Linked DNA regions of Mus musculus: region 1 is linked to region 2. Evidence: chromatin contacts called from public HiChIP or PLAC-seq data. All regions are on one chromosome and are shown on one strand. The core of a region is the stretch at or near the end of the contact, and the rest is flanking DNA. Distances in the headings are between cores, read along the strand shown.

Region 1 (6,875 bases), core at 2,406-4,905, 1.1 Mb before region 2:
GATGAAGAGGGAAAGAGATAGGTGGAGGGCAGGGAATCTGTTCTGGTAGCCATAAAAGAAAAATACAAAGAGCCTAGGAGAAACTAATAACCCAGGTTATAGTGTTGGTTCCCCACGTTTGACAGGCGAACATAATACGTCTGAGCATCTTTCACACTGCCTCTAGAAACAACCATAGAATTGTGGTATGTAGTTTTACTTTAGAAAATTTGACTTCAGAAGTATGGAACTGAAACCTTGACGCAGAGAACCTTTAAAGAGCATGGGCAGAATCATCTTGCACACCCGTCCAGAAGGCTGAAAGAGAAGTAGAGTTTACTTAGTTGACTTGATGGTTTAATGAGGTCACCAAACACCTTTCCTGATCTGCCTCTTCCTTCATCCTCATAGTTGGCTTCATCTTTGTCCTGATTGCAAGGCAAGTGCCATATCCAACATGATAGAGTCCAGAGGGCACAGAAAGATCATCTTGTCCCTATGTGCAGAAGAAGCAATTGTGCCCAGAAACTCCCAGAGGCCAACCACACTTATATAGGTAGCTTGCTTCATTGAAATCTGCCACGGGCCTGGGGAAGAAGATGATTCTACAAGCCACTGACTCCTGCATCCAACCAGCATTGGCATTGCAAATTAGTCAATAATAGCACTCTTATCGGAAGGAACACTGTGCACTGAGGCTGAGAAGATGACTCAGCTCGTAAAGCTCTCGCTACTGAGGCACAGAGACCTAAATTCGGTCTCTGGAACCTACATCTAAAAGCCTGGTATAGAGATATGTGCTTGTCATACCAGAGCTGCGGAGGTAGAGACGGGCAGCTCCCTGAGGCCTGCTGGCCATCCAGCCTGGCCAAATCGGGCAAGCCTCAGGCCATCAAGAAACACTGTTCCAGAAAACAAGGTGGATGACACTTGAGAAGGAAAGTAACTTGAAATGCACACACACACACACACACACACACACACACACACACACACACACTCGCTCTTTTCACAGTGTCTTGGCTAATACCCTTGACCAAACGCCTCATCAAATTGGACCAGAGGTAAAAAAAATATCTTGGCTATTCCTGGACTGCAAGCCCCCATATCTCTCTGGTGCTGGGATTACAGGATTACTAGGGACAGAATCCAGGACTTCATTCAGGAAGGTGAGAGGATCAGGATTTCAAGGTCACCCTCAGCCACACAGCAAGGTTGAGGCTCGGCCTGGGTTAAATGAGATGCTGAGAAAACAAACTACACCACCTCTTCTTGCTGCTCACGTCACACGGTGTCACGATTTCCCATGAAGTGACATCCTGACTACATAGGATGTAGGCTGGGAGTCCAGCTGAATAGCAACATTCAGAGGGCGTAGCATGAGTCAATTCACAGAGATGTCTTCCTGGGAGGGTTAAAAGAATCCTTCATCGTGGAGAGATATCCCAAAATGTCACTTCTCAGCTAGTGCCCAGAGGCATGCAAACGTCTCTGATGGCCGGTTTCTTGATGACAGCACACATCAGCTTCCTAAACATAAGCAGTGCCAGCCATACATAAACCCACCATCAGCATCTACGGACCCTGGCCAAGGAAGCTTTCCCAGCCATGTTTCTCCTGAAGACCCCCAGGGAAAGAACTTTGATGGGGATGGAATCTGTTCACAAGGGTGAAGCTCACATTCTTCCACTTCCTGTAATGACCTCAGGATGCCTTTAAGTTATATTTTTTTAATGTGGGCTGAGAAGATGGCTCAGTGGATACAGAGCCTGCATCCCATGCATGAGGACCTGAAGTCAGTTCCTAGAATCCATGTAAAACACCAGTTCAGCAATATGTACCTGTAATCCCAACACTGGGAAGGTGGAGATAGACAGATCCCTGGGGTTCTGTAGCCAGCCAGACAGACAACCTGACAAAATTCCAGGCCAATGAGAGGTCTGTCTCACTAAAAAGTGAAAGATGCCTAAGGATCTGTAACACCCAGGGTTGTCCTCTGACCGTCCCCACAAAATGTGTACTACCCCTCACGCAAATATAGAAAATAATTCTTTTGAAAGCGTGCTGTCATGATATATTAGGCAAGCCCTGTCTGGGCATTCAAATAGAAACATTGACAATATAACAGGCTACAAAATCATACAACTACTGGCATTGGATTTTCATATTTTAGCTGAAAGTATGTAGTGTGCAGATTATTTAAATGTTGGAATTATCTGGATTGGATTAGTTGTAAAAGAAAGAATGTGGACCACTGCAGTTTGATCGATTCCATCTGGGGTACCTGGGCATCTGCATGAGACCCATTCCTATAGCGGTCTCCCAGGAGTCACTGGCCCAGGGCAAACTGGGACCAGTAGTAGATCCCTGCAGGCTGTCTGTGAAGAGAAAAATACACACTCTGCTTTAAGAGAGGTGGAGGCAGACATGGGTTCCCTCTGGGTACCAACAACTGTCTGGACATGTTTCTTCTGTGGGGAGAAGCCAGCATTCAGAAATAGTTCTATTTTCTCTCCAGCCTCCCCTCCTTCCCCACCTCCCTCCTCTCCACTTCCTTAGGGACTACTCAGAACATCTAAAGAGGACTTCAAAGCTTGTGTGCAAACAATGCAGCCTTGACCACAGGTGCCTTCCTCATCATCACCAAAGAGCGATTTTGAGAGACTCCCCAGAGGAGAAGCTTCTAATGGTTTAAGCGCCAGTCTGCCCACCACGCTTCCCATGGCAGACTCAGACTGTAGTCTACGGAGCACACTCCTTCTCTGTTCTCTGCTGCAGTAGGTCTCCCCCAGATACTAGCAAAGTCTCTAGGTATTATGTCCTCCCAACACATGCAAGTGAACAGCTAGAGTGGACCCCATGGACAACCAAGGATGTCTGGGCACAAACTGGCGAAGTTAACCTTGCGGACTAACTATTGGGATCATCTCCAGCTGGCACTGGCATCATCGGTCAGCTTTAGACAAAGACAAAGCCGGGCAGCACTGAAGTGTCATTTGATCCTACGGACCAGCCCTCATTTTCACCACAGTTGAGGTCGGATGAAGTGCTGCCATGAAACTGAGCCCAGGGCAGGTCTAGCCACAAGAGATGACAGCTCTTTATCACACGAGGGACCCATGCCAACAGCCGTGCAACATCTGTGCATCAATTAGCAGCAAAGACATCCCTCCTGGGGTGAGGGAACAACAGAACGTTAGAATTGTTCTTCCTCTTTCCATCTGTGCTTCCTGAGGCCCACAGAGCCACAAAGAGGACACCCCACAGATGGTTTGGGGTGCCACAATTACTGTTCTTTCTACAATAGTCTAACTCGCTCAACTTCAAAGAAAGTAACCCCTGCTGGTTAATGACAGCTAAGCCGAGGAAGCAAACAGCAAAGGAGAGATAGCTCTGGAGAGACAGTTCTGGTTTTGTTAGCTGTTGGCCACTAGGATTTAGTGAGACTCTTCCATTCCAATAATGAGCCATTTGTGGAAGCCTTCACGGAGCTTGCCTGTGTTGTCCCCCCCCCCACAGCCCCGAAACCTCCACCCCAACCCACCCCCACACAAACACATAAAGAAGATCTACTTCAACAGAGGATGGCCCTCCACATCAGATGTTCCCCTCTGGAGCAAGCAGGGTCTCAGACCACAGACTGTAGTGGGTTTGCCTCGACACCAGAGGGCGCCCTGTGGTCATGTTTCCCTCTAGGTTACGTGACTTCTGAGTTTGACAAAAACCAAGAGCCAAGCGCCAAGCACAGAGGGATTGCTTGTTTTGTTTTCTTTTGCTTTGTTTTGCTTTGCTTTGCTTAAATAGTCCTCTTGGGATAACATCAGACTCTCATCCTACACAATTATTTTGCTTTGAACAATGTCCTTTGACCCATGCTGTTGGGAACCCTAACAGAGAAACGCTTTTCTACGCACATCGCTCTTTCGTTATGACAGTTGTTTGTTTGCTAACTGCTTGTTTCAGAATGACGACTCAGATCGCCTCAACTGCAGGCTGCAGGGGAGAAAAGTTTCTCACCAGCCCGTCAGGGCTCACAGGACTAACAGGACTGACCTAGGCGTGGCTTTCCCACCCCGACCCTCTCACCCTCATCCCCCACCCGCATCCTCCCACCCCACATCCCATCGGCTCTTTAGCGTGTGTACTTTCGTCACCCACCTTCTTCCAACAAAGGCCTAACCAGTTCTGATGCTCTACGTTACTGAGAAAGTCTGTCCTCACTCCTGGAGTGGCTAGATTTGGTCATTCCTATAGCCAGAAGCTTCATTTGCAAGCAGAGTGGCTAAGGCAGACAGACCCATGAACTTGAATTTTGTTTTTGTATAATGCTGTGGTCCATCAAAATAAACGAAGGGTCCCTCTGGGGCCCTGACCAGCTCTTTCTTCTTTGACTTTTCTCAAGTCACACACCACACTTGTGCTTTTGCTTCAGGCAGAGTCTCATGGGGCTCAGGCTGGCCTCCAGCTCACTGTGCAGCACACAGTGATCTTTCTTGCGTTTTACATTTTTCCTGCGCATGGGGTTCTGGGCATGTGTGTGCTACAGTACATGTGTGGAGGTCAAAGAACAACTGGCATGCATTAGTTCACACCTTTCACCATGTGAGCAAGCCCTGGCAACCAAGGAGTCAGGTTTGGCAACAGATGCTCAAGGATGACCTTGACCACGTAAATCCTCCTGCCTCTACTTCCAAGTGCTGAAATTGCAAGCGTGCACCACCGCACACGGGTAACCAATTTCTGGGATGGAACACGGCATTTCAGTTACAAGCTAGGTGATGACTCTGATTAACCCACATCCCCGGCCCACACCACCACCTTTTTGACAGTTACTTTCCTACACAGCCCTTGACATTTTGCACTAAGCCTTTCTAGTGCACTGTCTCTCTAGAATCTAATAACCTGGTCAGCATTTCTCTCATCCACCCATTCAAAGCTGATAGTCTATTCTGTTTCCCCGTGTCTGGCATGTCCCTTCATTTTAGATATACTTTTACTATTTATAATTGATTACTCCTTTATCATATTGTACCAGAATGAGTACCCAGAGGAGAGGGCTACCTAGAGCATGGCGGCTGGGAACTGTCCTGAAATCTTTGCATCTCCGAAGCTTCACGGGGCCCCTGACACAGAGCGAGCGTTTCATAAATGTTTGTGAGTTTGGACTACTTGCACCCATTTGACACAGATAAGGTAATTGAGGCACACAAAGGGGCTAAGTAATGCCGTATCCACTGTTCGAGGGAACTGACAAGTACCTGCAGGACAGATCAATAAACAGAGGGAAAATGTTCCTACTCTGGAGCAGACATCCTGATAAACACAGCAGAGAGGTGAACCCACCAAAGAGCAGGATGCGATCCAGAAGCCCCGATTCTCACCGTGACCACTGGGTCCTACACACCTCTGGCCCTAGCACAGTGGTCCTCAACCTTCCTAATGCTATGACCCTTGAATACAGTTCCTCATGTTGTGGTGACCCCAAGCCAAAACATCGTGGTTTGCTACCTCATAACTGTAAGTTTACTATGGCTGTGAATCATAACGTAAGTACCTGGTACATGACCTATGTGGGAGGTCACAACCTACACTCTGAGAGCACTGTCAATATATGCCCTCACCCACTTCCTTAGTGGGAAAATGTCACCTCCATATTTGCAAAGTCATTACACACACACACACACACACACACCTCAACATGATGTGAGAAACACAGAAGTGAGAAACCATCACGTTACATGTACAAATGGAATGAAGGGCAGCACTGAGTGAAGCCATTTCCTAGGCCGAGTCTGAAGGAGCAGAAGGTAGGGAACAAGAGGACGAGGAATGACAATCAATAACAGCCCAGAGACTACAACGTGAGCTGGTCAAGTGCTAGCCTTGCCTGGTGTTCAAACCCTAGAAGCCATGAAAAAGAGCCAGGTGAGGCAGCACATGCTTACAACCCCCCAAGCTGGGGAACAGAGACAGGTGGATTTGGGGGATCACGGGCCAGTTGACATCACCTACTTGGCTAATTCCTGAACAATAAGAGACTGACTCAGGAAGAGAAAAATGAGACAGTGGACAGCCAATGACAAACAGCAGCCAAGGTTGTTCTGTGTCTTTACATCACACACAACATGTACACATGCACGTGTGTGCTCATGCACGCACACACACATATGCATGCATGCATATGCACACAAACATGAATTCATGCATGCATGTGCCCATGTACACACACACACACACACACTGATACTGCACACACTTATAAAATACATCATACAAATATACACAGATATATACTGTACATACACCCATATGTGCATCATTCTCACACACATACAAATATATATGCACACACACACAAATATGCACCTTGCACACACACAAACACATGCACTGTACATACATAAACACACATACAGATACACTGTACATGCATGTAAATGCACAGACTATGTACACACATACAAAATACATCATTCTGACACACACACAAACACATACCTTACAGGCACACACCTTACACACATACATACATACATACATACATACATACATACATACATACATACATATAAACAGGCACAAATTACATAGGAGAAATAAAGGAGCAAGCATAACATATGTGTTCTCAGAGAATAGTATCAGGAAGCAGGAAGACAGCTTTTCCCACGGCCTGTGCCTGTTTAACAAAGGAGGTTTGTGCTTGAGAAGGAGGCAGGGCTGTCCCCTTCCCACCCAGTGTCTCATTTCCTCTCTGAACTCCACCCCCACCTCCCTTCTCTTGTTGCTGAAGCCCTTACATAAATGGGGTCTTAACCCATAATATCATGCCTTCCCACAGCAGTCTGAGCGTGTACTCCACAGTGAAAATGCTAATTGCACACAGAGATGTGTCTGTC
Region 2 (6,187 bases), core at 895-3,394:
CACTATTGACCTAAGAATGATACAAAATAATCCAGAAAGAGCAAGACTCAAAACAGATTAAAACAGATTAAAAGAACAGGGACTGCAAAACCCACAGTTATAAAAAAACAAAAAAAAAAAACAAAAACAAACCACTGTCTCAGACAAAAACAACTTGCAAATTTGATAAACCAGGTTAGACTTAAGATCAACTGAATTTAAAGCAGGAATTAATCTAAACTATAACATTTCTGCCATTTCAAAAGCAAAAAATGTAAGAAACTTTTCTAAAACTGTTTCCTTAGCAATTGGGAGCCTAAACTCCACAAACTATCCACAAAGAACATTAAGTCCTTACATGGCCTAGTCCTACATGTGCCTTTCAGAATAACACTATAAAAATTCTAATAAAAGGCAAATTATAAAGAGAAATTAAAGTATTACTTCAAAGCAAGACTCAATTCATACCATTTGAAACAAAGAACCCTACACAATTAAATGTATCCTTCCCAAGGACTACACTTGCCCAAACAAACTATTCTGTTTTGAGTACTTAAATTATTCTAATATAAATCACCCCAACTGCAAATTTTACATGAGCAAAACACTATCGCTTTTTGAGTTAAGAAACATTTTGTTTGTTTCTCCGCCAGGCTTGGTGGCACATTACTTAATCCCAAGCACTGGGGAGTCAGAGGTAGTAGATATCTCTTTTGAGTTCAAGGCCAGCCTGGTCTACATATTTAGGTCCAGGACAGCCAGACTTACAAGTGAGACCCTGTCTCAAAACAAAACAACACCCCCCTCCCCAACAAATCCAACAACAAAAGGCTAACACTGTGCTTTACAGCTTAATTAATAAAATTCTCTCTCACACACACTCCTCTGCACGAGGCAAAACGTTTATTGCATAACTCACATTTATAGTAAACGTAGAACGCTCAATTTATAAGTAAAAACAACGATCAACTAACTTGTTTTCGCATTATCTACTCATTTTAACATTCGGCGTCTAAAACAATAAAACAGTACTTACATTTCTGTTGAATTTGGTGAAGGAATGGTGCATATAAAACCTGTGCATATAAACAATCGCAGTGTTTATTGTAAGCTGAGAGCTGGGATGCAACGTTTAGAAAATAATCTAAGCAAAATGTTTCCAAAAACTAAATCAATTTGAATGGAAAAATCCCCTTTCCATTTACTCAAATCCAATCCTCAACCTGAAAGTATGCAGAAAGTCTGCGGGGAGAAGAGAAATCAGTCTGGATGCCAAATTATTCTAATACGCTACGTAGGGAGAGCCCAGGAATTATTTGCAATTAGGTTACAGCTTAGTACAGTAGAAATAAAGTAGTCGAAAGGCGCGCGCCACACACCCAAAGAACATGAAACATCTACGTGCGTTCCCCCGGCGCAACAGAGCCGCCCTGGAGCCGGCACGGAAGCCTCGGAAAACACTTTCCGTGGAACATCTGCGACCTCTCTACGTCTCAAGGCCTTTTCTGACTTCCGAAAGTGGAAGGGGCCGCCCCTTGGCTTTGCTCATCCCGGATTCCTCCTCTCTCGCCAGGGAAGCACTGCTATTCCCTCCCGCATCACGCGCTCCCAAACACAGGTTATACAACGCGGGCTCCCGGCCCGCCTTCCCCGGCACATCTCCTCTTTCTCCGGCTCGCCACGGCAGCTCGGGCCCTAGCTTTCTCTGTGTCTTTCCCGAGATCAAAAGACGGCAAAGGGAGCGGCGCCATGTTCCCGGGACACTAGGCCCGGTCACCCGGCGAGCGCGACCAGGGCGTGTGGGACGCAGGGCCGCAACTAGAAAAAGGATACACATTGAGACGTTGCCCCATGTCCTGGATGAGGTTGGCCGCCTGCTGGCGATGCGACAGCTCTTCATCCGCTTCCACTCCGCAGCGGCGGCTCGGCGTGTTCTCCAGCTGTTCCCGAGTAAAGAACCAGCGAGAAGAAGCTCCACGGCCCGACGCCATGACACTTCCTCCTCCGCCCGCGCCCTGAGCCCGCCCCCTCCCCGCCTGCCTCCGGGACTCCGCGCCAATGTGTCGAGGCCCCGCCCCAATGTGCTCTCCGTAGGGTGGGCCACGCCTTTTCCGGGCCTGCTGCTACCCACGCGCACGCGCAGGGACCCGCCCTGCCGGCTCGCGCTGGTCTTTTGCTTTCTCTTTCCGGCCTCCCTCCCCTTTCTCTCTCTCGGACCCGCGGGACCACAATGCTCTGCGCCTCTTGTCATTGGGAGACGCCGTAAAGTGGGGGTCACTCGGAAAGAAAAGGTCGACGCGGTGCATGCTGGATCTGGGAGGGGCTAAGGGGAAGGGGCGGGGCGAACAGGGAAGAGGTCCTGAGGCTGCCTAATAGGGCTTGGACGTTAGCTTTCAACTAAACGGTTTATTTTGTGGTCTGTGAGTTTGCGGGTGCGTTAAAGTCAGAAAAGGCTTTTCTAGTCTCGGCTTCGTGCTGTAGCTTCCATTTTCTTACATGTTGGTGGGTGTATTTTCTTAGCTTTGTTGACTCCTGTGTCCACGAATGGCTACCCTCCGGAGGAGTTAGCTAGGAAAGAACGCTAATTCTAGCAGTGAACTAACAGTGTCTTCTGGGTTTTTTGGTTTTGTTTTTTAAATCGCTAGTAGATGTTGGGGAGCATGCGCCTTTAAAACGTTACTTTAAACCTAAAGCCACTCAAGGGGTATGGGTTGTTTTAAAACGATGTGCCATGTGTCCCAGACTGGCTTTGTGTTCACTCTTGTAGCCAAGAATGACCTTGGATTTACTGTCCTCTTGCTTCCCCCTCGGAAGTGCTGGGATTACAAGGCCAGTGGCATCACTCTGCAGATATCTTTCTTATTAAGTTACCTGTCAAACAATATGAAGTTAATAATTGGAGGTCATGACTCTCTAGGCCTTCCATCCAGATGGGGTGTATGGTTTTGAAGGTCTGTGTGGTTTCTGCGGGTTGAGATTGGGGGATGGTTGGGGAGAAGCAGAACGCTGTAACTCAGGTTGTCCAGAAACAAAGTGCAGGGATTATAGGCTGGTGTGCCGCATCTTGGTTGAAGTGCTGGAGCAGAGGGCCTTAGGCATACTAGGCCAACAGTCTAACAAATGAGTGCAAGAGAAGCTAAGAAAAAAATTGTTTAGGATTTTATAAAGTAAGGTCTCTTATAACTGATGATTTATTTCCATCTTTTTGTAAGGAAGCACCACTCATTTGTTTACATGTTATCTGCCTCTGAGTTAATGCCTATTGTATATGACCAAATTACACTTTAGTTTTTAAGTATTTTCTGAAGACTGCAGTCAGTTATCGAAAACTGGCTTTTAAAAAGCCAACGAGGGCTGTTGAAATGGCCGACCAGCTAAAGGCAACGCTGCCAAGCCGGACAACTTGAGTTCACTCCCCACCTATATGGTAGAGGGAAAGACCCAAATGCTACAAATTGTCCTCTAACCTTCACACGTGCTCAGTGGCACACATGCGTGTGCACACTCATGCACAATAAACAGCTGTAAAGAAAATGACCCTATCTAAAAATTCCTTAAAATGAAAATAAATAAAAGGGCTAGTGTGTTTGTGATTAAAACTTGAGGCTTTCATTTGTCAGGATTTGGGGGTTCCTGCCTCAGCCTACTGCCTGCTCTATTGTGCTATGCTAGTGTTTTGATTATTGTAGGTGGTTATTGTGAACAGCCACCTAAATAATACCTTGTTATAGATATAACAAGATCTCTCATCTTGTTACCTAGATGTTCCTAGATTGATTTAAAGTAACATTCTATAAGTGCCTTTCTACAACACTCAGTCCTAATGATAAAAAAGAGAAAAGTAGAAATGGAGGAGAGCTTTTCAACTTTATAACATCTACAGAAGACAACAGCCAGCATGGCACTTGATGTTAAGGTGGCTTCCATATAAGATTAAGGACAAGGCAAGTCTGTGCCCTCTCTGTTGACTCCTTTCAATATTGTACGAAGTGTCTTATATAATACAATACAAAAGAAACACACAGTAAGCAGATCTGTCCTTTCTGTTTTCTTCAGTTGTGCATGTTGCGGCAGGGCACATGTTGCTGCGGGCATGCCAAAGCACATATGTACAGGTTGGAAGTTGACTTGAGGACTCTTCTCACCTACCACGTGGACCATGGGGATTGAACTAAGATCATCAGTCTTGGTGGCAGTCACTTTTATCCACTGAGCATTGAAGCTTCACTCCTTCTTTACATTTTAAACACGTCTTCATTGTATGCTTGAGTGCCTGCATGTATGAATGTGCACTACATGTAAGCATGGTGCCCACAGTGGTGCCAGATTTCCTGCGGCCTGAGTCCTGAGCTGCTACATAATGGGTGCTGGGGTCTAAACCTTGGGTCCTCCGAAAGAGCTGAAAATGCTTGGAGCTTTTGAGCCACATCTTTCCAGCCCCAGCTTGCATTCCTTTTTGATACAACTGACCTTGGCTTTCCGTAGCACTTCTATAATTGGCTTCACATGATCTTGTCACTGTACCCTAAGACTCTCTACCTTCTCATGTCCATCCACAGTAGTCTTCCTTGCCCTGACCTCTCCTGCCACAAGGCTTAAATATCTACTATTCTGCTAGGAACAAAATTTGACAGCTTCCTATAAGATTTAATATAAATGTTTCACTACAGCCTACTGACCAGGCCACATTTCTGGCTTCCTCTCCTTCCACGCTTGCTTGCCCATAATCTCCAGCTACTATCGCACCCCAGCCTCAGCAGCTTTGTACTGTTGCCATGCACGAAGTCTCTTCATGGCCAGCCAATCTCATTTAGTCTCAAAGTCCTCTTTAGAGAGGCTTTCTTTGGCTCTACAAATGAACATTTTACTTCCCATCTGTCTCCTAGTTGCCATCACATCTTTAATGTCTTGAAGGTATCCAGTAATAGAATAATTCCCTCTGTCCTGTTCCTTCTCTTATTCCATATTCTCCTTCCTCCTCCTTAAAGCTTCTTACTTCTCAAATTGCAGAAAAGAAATCTCACCCCTTTTGTTTACAGCTGTAGCCCCAGTGTCTTGATCATCCTGCCTCTCTGGCACGTGGAAGAAAGTTCTTGTCAAGATGAATATGAGCTGGGTAGTGGTGCCGCACACCTTTAATCCCAGCACTTGGGAGGCAGAGGCAGGCGGATTTCTGAGTTCGAGGCCAGCCTGGTCTACAGAGTGAGTTCTAGGACAGCCAGGGCTATACAGAGAAACCCTGTCTTGAAAAAAAAAAAGATGAATATGAACATTTACTATGTTTCTCGAAGTTTTGGGGTGCTCCACTGGGGTGCTCCATGTTACCTGGGAAATTGCAATCCATCCACAGGCTTCTTAGTGTCACTAATAAAAAAATGTAAAAGACTCAGAAGAAAGTTCAAGGACAGCTTCATTAGAATTTAAAAAGAAAGAAAAAAAAATCCCAGGGTCAGCAAGCTATAAACCTTGGCATCTACCTGGAGGAGGAAGATAGAGAGGAGAAAGAAAAAGCCATGCTGTAAGCTAACAGGATGAGGAATTGTGTGTGTGTGTGTGTGTGTGTGTGTGTGTGTGTGTGTGTGTGTGTGCGCGTGCGTGCATGTTTGTAAGCATGTATTAGAATTTAGGATTTGGCAAGTATTAGAAGCAAAAAGAAAAGGGAAAGTATGCTTTTTGACTGAGAATTTAGAAAAGTAGGGTTAATGAAGTTGTGTGGTTGTGGTCCTTAAGCAACTATGTAGAGGGCAGAGAGTCTGGGAAAGAAAAGTACATATTATTATTGAAGGTGTAATTTCTTCTGTCCATTTAGCACACAGAATGAGCCCACCGTTCAGAAGGGGATCTGATTCCAGCCCAGTTGGAATTGTAGGACTCTATTTAGACCAGAAATTCTACCACATTTCTCTTAATGAGCCTTTAACACTACTGTAACATCTGTATATATATATATATATATATATATATATATATATATATATATATATATATATGACATTGAATAGTCAGGTCCCTTGTGGTAATGAAGCAGTTGTATACTATGGTTGGTCTTGACTGTCATTGAGTAGATTAAGAAAAGCCTGGTAGATTATTACAACACCCATCTGGGTGTGTCCTTGATGCCTTTCCAGAGAGAAATTACCTGAGGAGAGACCTCTCCTGAATACAAATGGAACCACCCCATAAAGTGGAAAAAAGAAAACAATCGCCT

The links. HiChIP or PLAC-seq counts read pairs in DNA pulled down with a chosen protein or histone mark.
Region 1: a contact with region 2 is called in an H3K4me3 HiChIP or PLAC-seq map of bone marrow-derived macrophages, with 6 times the contacts expected there. The contact joins the enhancer-like site here to the promoter of 2900009J06Rik in region 2. A contact is called at or near these places in 3 of 39 promoter capture datasets (the 3T3-L1 cell line, embryonic stem cells and liver), 6 of 115 datasets of contacts at active chromatin or transcription factors (T-cell acute lymphoblastic leukemia, bone marrow-derived macrophages, embryonic stem cells and 3 more) and 2 of 9 other capture datasets (adipose tissue and liver).

Annotation. Positions count from the first base shown.
Region 1 is chr1:128,829,556-128,836,430 of GRCm38.p6, reverse strand. No RefSeq gene overlaps it. Among named protein-coding and RNA genes, the nearest start is that of Gm23056, 53 kb to the left of the region's middle. Within about 2 kb of position 3,655, at least 115 of the 459 cell types and tissues checked have an H3K27ac peak or open chromatin away from gene starts, as enhancers often do. A contact at or near this core is called in T-cell acute lymphoblastic leukemia, adipose tissue, bone marrow-derived macrophages and 2 more, where this site is marked.
Region 2 is chr1:127,770,011-127,776,197 of GRCm38.p6, reverse strand. 2900009J06Rik (RIKEN cDNA 2900009J06 gene) reads left to right here and starts at 2,144. Exons shown (of 2, transcript NR_045298.1): 1 at 2,144-2,270. It overlaps Ccnt2 (cyclin T2), which reads right to left and starts at 2,034. Exons shown (of 9, transcript NM_028399.1): 1 at 1,813-2,034; 2 at 1,016-1,097. The coding sequence starts at 1,970.